Linked DNA regions of Ctenopharyngodon idella: region 2 is linked to region 1. Evidence: chromatin contacts called from public Hi-C data. All regions are on one chromosome and are shown on one strand. The core of a region is the stretch at or near the end of the contact, and the rest is flanking DNA. Distances in the headings are between cores, read along the strand shown. Region 1 holds the start of ube2v2 (ubiquitin-conjugating enzyme E2 variant 2). Region 2 holds the start of pcmtd1 (protein-L-isoaspartate (D-aspartate) O-methyltransferase domain containing 1).

Region 1 (4,388 bases), core at 1,346-3,845:
TTTTTTTTTTTTTTTGTCACCTCATCTAAGTGTTTCTCGGAAAAATCTCCTGTTCTTAGGTTTGATTTGATCTTCCTAATGCTGGACCCTCAGGACGAGGCGTATGACAGACGTCTGGCGCATCACCTCGTGGCTCTGTATTATCAGAGTGAAGAGCAGGTTGAAGAGGAGTATCTGGACATGGCCGTGCTGAAAGACTACATCGCATTTGCTCGTACATCTGTGCATCCCAGACTCAACGAGGAAGCTAGTCAGGCCCTTATTGAGGTATATAAACACAATATAGATCAAGGCACCTGTAGTAGTATAGTATTATATGTAATATTTAATGTTTGCAATATCAAATTTTGACCCTTGCAGGCCTATGTAGACATGCGTAAGATCGGCAGCGGTAGAGGTATGGTGTCCGCGTACCCCCGTCAGCTGGAGTCTCTGATCAGACTGGCTGAAGCACATGCTAAAGTACGTTTCTCAAACAAAGTTGAAACCATCGACGTGGAGGAAGCCAAGAGACTACACAGAGAGGCCCTGAAACAGTCTGCCACTGACCCCAGGACAGGATTCGTGGATATCTCCATCCTCACCACAGGTATGATTTAGACAACTGTCAGTACAGTTTTGAGGTTAAACGTTTAAATATTAAGGGGGCATATGAATAAAAATAAAAAAACAATGTACAATATCAGTTATAAATCAGTTATAATAAACACAGCAACATTCTGTAGTCAATTTTGATTTCATGGCGACTTTAATGTAGAAAATGATCTCATAATCATTGCTGTTCCTCAATTTCATTTGACCAATTATCCCTTAACTAGTACCTGTGAATATTGTATGCAAATTACAGAGTCTGATGGTTTTGATTGGTTGTTTCTGTACAGGTATGCATGCTTGTGCAGACAACCAGTATGATTCAATAGGAAAAAAATATTAATATTATAATTAAAATATTAATAATAAATTGATAATGTAATTATATAAATAAAATATTGTTACTTAAACATTTTATTTTTTTTATTTTTAAATCTTTCATGATCAGTGCTCTCCCTCAATTTCATTTGACCAATTATCCCTTAACTAGTACCTGTTGATATTGTATGCAAATTATAGAGAGTCTTGATAGTTTTGATTGGTGGTTTCTGTACAGGCATAAACTCTTTAAATCAATGGGGGGGGTTTATGAATATTAATATAATTTAAATTAACAAAATAGTAGTAATACATTGATAATATTATTATATAAATTAAGTAACTAATAATATTTTATCTTTCATTTTTTAATTTTTCATAATCATTGCTCTTACTCCATTTCATTTCACCAATTATCCCTTAACTAGTACCTGTGAATGTCATGCAAATTACAGAGAGTCTGATGGTTTTGATTGGTTGTTTCTGTACAGGCATGAGTGCTACAGCACGCAAGCGTAAGGAGGAAGTGGCTCAGGCACTGAAGAAACTCATCCAATCAAAGGGCAAAACACCAGCTATGAAGTACCAACAGTTGTTTGATGATCTTCGTGGCCAGTCAGAAGCGGTATGCTTATTATTTTAATAATACTAATAATGTTTAAAATACTCCATCTATAAATCTTTACTTAAAATGTTTTCCTCCAATTTCAGGCCATTACGAAGGACATGTTTGATGAGGCCCTCAGAGCACTTGCTGATGAAGATTATCTGACCGTCACAGGAAAGACTGTTCGGCTTCTGTGAATGCTTACTATGCCTGACTGCTGCTTCCTCTTTTGTTACTTGCTTTATCCTTTTTTGTTTTTCTATAGAGCAATTATTGTTAATAGTGATATGTATGGAGCCTTCCTGGTTGCAATAAATGAGTTTTGTTGTTAAAGAAAAGATTTTGTAAATTGTGTGGTTTATAGCTGCTGTTTACATAAATATGCAAAGCATCAAATCACTGACCTGAATCAATCCCATTCAGTTTCCTCTGGTGTTGGGAAAGTTAAAACCTCACAGAATGGAGGTGAAACAAGGTGCAGAAACAGGACAAAACCTAAACAGCTTGCAGTGCATAGTGAGACAAATAGACATTATGAAAACACTTTAGTCAACAAAAGTCTCAGGAAGGCAAGCATTGAATAGTTTTGGTGTTAATTATAACTGGATTATTTACACAATGGTAATCAAATTAACAGGATGCCCAAAAGGATGGGGGGAAAAAAACAACTAAAGTTAGCCACTGAGGGCATCAATTTGGTTAATTTAATGAAATTAATGTGTACTTTTATGATTTTAGACTGAGATAAACCAACAAATTGCCACAAAACCAAATCCATTGCTAATGCTTCCTGATGCCTGTGCTGTTTTCCTACTAAAGGGTTTCTTACTGAAGGATAATGTGATAAAAGACCTGGATTTGGTTGGTTAAAAGTATATTAGAGAAGACTAACTGGATGAAAAGTGAAATGAGGAAAAAGAAAAATATATATACTTTAAAAATTAAAACATGACAACATGCTAAAGATGCTATAATGAAATGATTTAAACTTAATTCAAATGGCCTTAAACGTTTTATTGTGATGTAATGCTCTAGTCTAGTGTTATGAATTATATATTTAAAAAAAATCTTTGCAGTGGAGCCACACCCCTCCCTCTCTTCCTACAGCACTGCGCGCATTAGTCACATGATCCACGACGTCACGGTTTCGTACGCTTTTGGATTCGGGCAGAAGAAGATGGCGGCCTCCTCAGGTTAGTCTCACAATCTCTTCAGTCCTCGCGGTCTTCCGCAGCCGTATTTTCACAACTATAGCGCAGAGCACGTACCTCACAATCTCATTTACATTATCTTAGAAGTTTAGCGTGCTCAAATGTCTTTATTTACTTCACTTAACAGTTCAGTGTGCAGTTTGAACTGTGTGTGTGTGTGTTAGCATCGAGCTAACGGCCCACAAACAGACCTGTAGTTTAAAAATAACTGCAAGTTTATTTTATATTAACAGCTAATAAATAATATAGGCGCACATCGAAAATAATTATGCTCTTATATGGTACCGAGGCACTGATAAAATGTTGTATGTTGCAGTTGGGCGGGTGTATCGGTGCAAAAAATGTGAGGCGAGGCGGAGCATTGACGCGCGTGCTGCTGCTGGTTCCGTCCAGTGCCGTGATAAAACGGGCCTTTAACTGATGTTTACGTGTTGATTTTTACCTGAGCAAATTAATACAGCCTTACAGAGTCATTTAAACCTTTTAAAGACAAATGGAGAAGTGCGTTATGATTGTGTTTTATATATATATATACATATACATACATACATATATATATATATATATATATTTTTTTTTATTTTTTTTTTAATTTGAGAAATTCATTATTTTTATTGTATGTAGATGCAAATTATAGCAGTGTTAGATTTCATAACTCATAATAAGATCAAATGACAGTTTATATGTATGTAAAGAACAGCACATCTTAAACATGTATCTCAAACACTTATTTTAAGACATGCTAAAACTTAGATCTTTAGAGATTACATTTCCACAAGCTACTTTGCACAGAGTTGCACTTCTTGACAGAATCAGATATATGTAAATGAAATTTAAAATGTGTATGTTTACATATTTTAGGCTCAGATGCATCAACTGATCTTTTATCAAAAATATATTGAGTTATTTAGTTTTGCGCCTGTTGTCTTGGCCTTCAGATTTTGAGGAAGTGAGAAACCGTGATAGAGCGGCATGTGTCATTTCCTGAATCATTCACAGATGAGTGATTAGTCTTTCCTTTGGACATTCACCTGAACTTGCAAATCTTGTCCCTCCACTTTGTCAACAATAGAGTATCTATATGAAAACACTAGATTGCTACTAGGTGTTGAAATGCACAGTTTGCTAACATTTCATATTTGAAACAGCACAGATTTTGTGTCATGCACTTAAATGTGCTTACATTATTATATTTTGTCTCTGGTTGAACAGACTGTTCTGTTCTTTTGTTTTTGAAGGTTGAAGATGACAATGAGATCCCTCATACAGTCATTATAAATTAATGTTTTGTTCGAAAAAGGATTTAAACTAATTGTTTCCTAGCCATTGCATCAAATACACATCAAATGTACCTCAAATAAGAGTTTTTGCACATCCACATAAATAGAAAGCAGATGTTGGTTTCATATTAAATGAAATATGCACCTGTCTAAAATGTCTCGCTGTCCTTCCCAGTTCAATTCTTTTTACAATTTTAAAATTTTAGAGAATTTTATAACCAAGATATAGAATCATGGAAATAAATAAAAGCTAAAATCTTTCTACAGTGAATATACATTTTTCTAGTTATTAAGCTCAGCTCTTAAATATTTGATATTTAACAATGGCAATTCATCAATCAAATGGTTTTGAAACCCTGAATAATTAACTAATTCATTATA
Region 2 (4,388 bases), core at 1,246-3,745, 160 kb after region 1:
TATTCTAAACAGAGGCTCATGCCCTCGCATTGACTCCTGCTCTGCATGTCTGACTCGGGGAAAGCAGAAGCCACAAACTCTCAACGGATTCATTCCAAGCCTCAATAAGAAGAACTGTGCCATAGCAGAGGGAAACCCTTCCCAAAATACATGACCCAACCTGCAGGGGACACAATAATAGTAATAATAATAATATTAATAAATGTTTGGGTTGTACTTAACACACACACATTTTATTTATTTATTATATATATATATATATATATAAAATCAGAGATATACAAAAAATCTGTGTGCAATAAAGATAAGGAACACATCACAACAAAAAATTTATATTTATTCCTTACAACTTTGTTACTTGTACTTATTTTTAACTATTTATAACTATTCAAATAGTTACTAGTATCTATTCCAGTTTTCTTAGAAGCAACCGAATAAACACTAGTAGAGATTTTAGTGTCAAAGATTTGATTTTAAGAGCAACCTATAGCTTTAAGAGAGCAAACATTTGTCTTTTATCCATATTTAATATTCATTTATCATTTATTAATTTTATTTATATTACTTTTTTTATATTACTCATTTTCCACGTTCTTGCAATGCTTTGCTCTTGTGGTTCAATGTGTGGCCTTCACAAGTTAGAGATAAGAAGGAGTGTATCCATTTCAAGGTTTCACAGGAGGTTGTGAAGCTGTTTATAACCAAAAGTAAACTTGGTAATTTGTGCTGGTCAGACGAAGCCAGACTACGCAGAGAGAAAGACGCAAATTAGATTCTGTTAAATTATTTTTATGGTAGAATGGAAGAAGACCAACACTGTTCAGCATGGCTGGATCTAATATTCCTAGCGACTGAGACCTAACAATTGTGTATTCGGTTGGTAAGATTTTTAATTACTGTAAAGTAACCATTCTGATCTGTAATTTAAATTATATATATATATATATATAAAGTTCTGTAAAAAAGTAAAAAAGCTTTTAGAGCTGATGGCCAATAAAAATTATTTATGTTGTGGAAAAAGTTGAGCAAAAATAATAATAATAATAATAATAATAATAATAAGATGAACTGTATTTAAGGAGCATTTACTTGTAAAACTAAACATATTTGTCCCTGTTAGGCTACGTAACAACAACAACAACAACAACAACAAAAACTTTACAGAGTTGTGAGGATTAATATTAAAGCAGCTTGCCATACCACCACCAACACTCGACTCTAAACAAATCGTATGGCGCCAAGATGTCATATAAATAATAATTTTACATTCCTCTGAACGATGTTTCTGTCGAAAGTGAAGAGAAATGCCGTATTTGCGACGCTTCCGTTCGTTTGTTTGTTTACGTTCGACGCATATATAATATGGATGGTGACTGACTGCGTGACGTACCGCGCTGAGGTCCATCCATACACGTAAAGATCTACATTTCACGACGCAGTCGAGCTAAAGCATTTATAAAACACCACACATCCGCACTGCGTTAAAAACAGTGTTTAGCGACGTGTGCAGTGCTTACTATATCTACATATGATATCTGAGACAATAAAAATCAAAGAAGCAAAAGAGAGAGAGAGAGAGAGAATGTAAGCGTTTCGCATGTTTAGATCCGCCATAATCTCTAAGCAGGACTTGCATGCATACATTAAATTAATTCGATAACAGGTCAAATTACAAGGGTTATGTAATATCACTTGCCATTTAAAATATTTACGAAAAAACTCCCGGTGTGTCGTGCATCTGGCCTTTGTTTTTATCCGTGTTGTGTAATGAGCAAAACGTAAAACATTTTTTTTTTTTTAAGAAATAAAAAGCACGTTATTTTAAAAAAAAAAAAATAAAGCTTCAGAGACAGTTGTTCTAGCTACTGCTTTTGTTATGTCTTATAAGTATTAGTCAACTTGCAGCATCTGGTTAAAACGCCTCCGTATTTCTGAGTCAGACTGTAATTCGGATAAAAATAAACAGAGCGAAGAAGAAGAAGAAGAAAAAACTAGTTTTTTAAATTACTTCAGAACATAAACCCATGCTGTTAGATGACATTAACGCTGCAGGACTGGGAAAACCAGTAAGACGGTTTCATTGTGTTTGACCTGGTACATCAAACCACTTTAGACAATATAACATTTGTGCATTCTTTAAAACAGCCATTTTGGGCTTTTTTTGCGTGCATTAAACCAAGACGGTAAGTTTGCATTTAAATGTCTGCCACATGTACATCTTCTTCAGCTTGCTCAGATCAACGCAAAGCAACAAAACAAAAATGTCGGCATCATCTCTGCGGAATAACAATGTTCACTGACCTTTATAAAGCCATGAATCAATCTCAGGCTTTGCACTAGCCAAACACACTGGATGCACATTAGAGTTGGTGTTTTTGAGCGCACTGTTGAGTTATGTATATATTTTCTTGGCGTTGAACAGCCAGCGCTGTTTTTCTCCAGGAACAGCTGAGAGGATGTAAACACACGTCACATGGTTCACAGAAACGAGGCTGCGGACATTAGACGGCAAATGCTGCTGGCTAATATCTGATTGCTATGATAGTCCGCCAGGGGGCTCTTAGAGGCCCAAAAAGCCAAAGCCCCATTGAGCTGCATTCAAATATCAGCTCGATTATTGTTATATTGGGGGCATTTGTAAATGTAAGTGTATAATCTTTTGAATATACCAACACTAAGGATTGGTCGCTTATTTATATTTATAAATAAGCTCTGTACGTCGATATAAAAACGATTAAACACCATTCGCCTAACTATTAATCACCAAAGAATATGATTAGTTCAGCCCGACTAGCGCTGAGAAAAGTATCACGTACCACGTGACCAAGCCGTCTTCAGTAATGATCTAAGGACTTGAAACTTCAAAAGCCGTTGAGTTGAAATACACAGTGAACAGTTAAAATATAAAAAATATTATTTGGATACACAGTATATGGCTAATTAGAGACATCTTCTGGGCCAATACGCCAAGCCAAATTCTTCTAAATGCCATTCTACCCGTTTTTTTTGTTTGTTTGTTTCGGACAGCTGTTATTTTCCCCCGCCTGTATTCACAAATGTCCCGCCTCCTGAGCCAGGATTGGCTAGTAGCCCGAGAAGGCGGTCAGCGATTGGACAGTTTAGGAGTCGTTCATAATGACGTAGCTATCATAGCAGGAGAAGGCGGGACATGAGTGAAAAAACTTTACTAGGAAACAACTGATGGCTGCTTTTACAAAGAATCTTGTAAAAGGCATTTAGTACCCATGTAAGCATTTTTTTTTTACAACACTCAACGTCAACCAATTGATTACTAGGTTTTGCAATGAATCAGTGGTTATATTTGAGGAGCTAGGGTCAGTGTCTGTGTGTTTTTAGACTGATTTATGAAGATGATTTTTGGCTTTGTAATCTGTTGACAGTGGGTCAACAGCCGGAAGCACTCAGTTACTCCTAGAAAAGAACAGGCATGCCTTCTTGTTTACATCCAAAACACCCACCTTGTGCCTATAGGGTTGCTTCACTGCATTTCAAATTAGTCTGAACACAAATGTACCTGCTGTCTGGATTAAATATAGGCCTGGTTATGAGTTCTGTTGGAAGCATTTGTCATGTGTCAGTGGTCTCAGCCTGACAGGAAAACAGTATTCCCGTACCACTGTGACATTTTTTTATTTTCGCATAGGCCATACTACCCTGTTGACCCCTCATGCCCCTGTGAGATCCACTTAGTCCGACTCTATTGGGAAATTACTATTATGAAACCACTTTGAAATTAGTACTAAGTGTAAATTTATACATATGGACACTACGTTTCAACGATAGAGGACGATGCTCCTACAGGATTGACTGCAGGTTTTGGAAACATCAGGCCATGATGTTCCAACTCTACGTCATGGGCAATATGTAACAGCATCCAGTGGAATTATGGGTAAAATGATCTCATCGAATTCCCCCTTAACCCTAAAATACATAGCAAACTTTGCTCTCCTAGAAAAGATCAACAAAGAGAGATGGAATAAGATGCAATTTCTTTACAAACTACTTGCTTATATTTTAATGATAATTAAATTATGGGGTGTTTGTGTGTGTGAGAAAGAGAGAGTTTACTTAGATACAGTTTGAGGACAAATATGACATAGAAATTCACAGCTATTTGTTACATACATAATGTAATAATTTATTGTACTAAATAATAGTCTATTATATGAAATTATTTTTCATTATTGTATTTATTAAATACAATATAATAAATATTACATACAATAATACAATTGTTTTATTGAATATATACTACTATGTGTATATGACAGATATTCATAGCTATTTATTACATTCATAATATAATAATTTAAAGTATTAAACAACAGTTTACAATTTTAAATAAAAAAGTTTATTTTAAAAAATGA

What was found. A called contact is a pair of places that touch in the nucleus more often than the background predicts.
Region 2: a contact with region 1 is called in a Hi-C map of muscle, with 3 times the contacts expected there. The contact joins the promoter of pcmtd1 here to the promoter of ube2v2 in region 1. A contact is called at or near these places in 2 of 2 Hi-C or Micro-C datasets (both in muscle).

Annotation. Positions count from the first base shown.
Region 1 is chr23:8,881,594-8,885,981 of HZGC01, forward strand. It overlaps ube2v2 (ubiquitin-conjugating enzyme E2 variant 2), which reads left to right and starts at 2,596. Exons shown (of 4, transcript XM_051881518.1): 1 at 2,596-2,709. The coding sequence starts at 2,643. mcm4 (minichromosome maintenance complex component 4) reads left to right here. Exons shown (of 17, transcript XM_051881516.1): 14 at 60-267; 15 at 361-589; 16 at 1,401-1,534; 17 at 1,621-1,854. The coding sequence ends at 1,713.
Region 2 is chr23:9,036,934-9,041,321 of HZGC01, forward strand. pcmtd1 (protein-L-isoaspartate (D-aspartate) O-methyltransferase domain containing 1) reads right to left here and starts at 2,496. Exons shown (of 6, transcript XM_051882018.1): 1 at 2,302-2,496.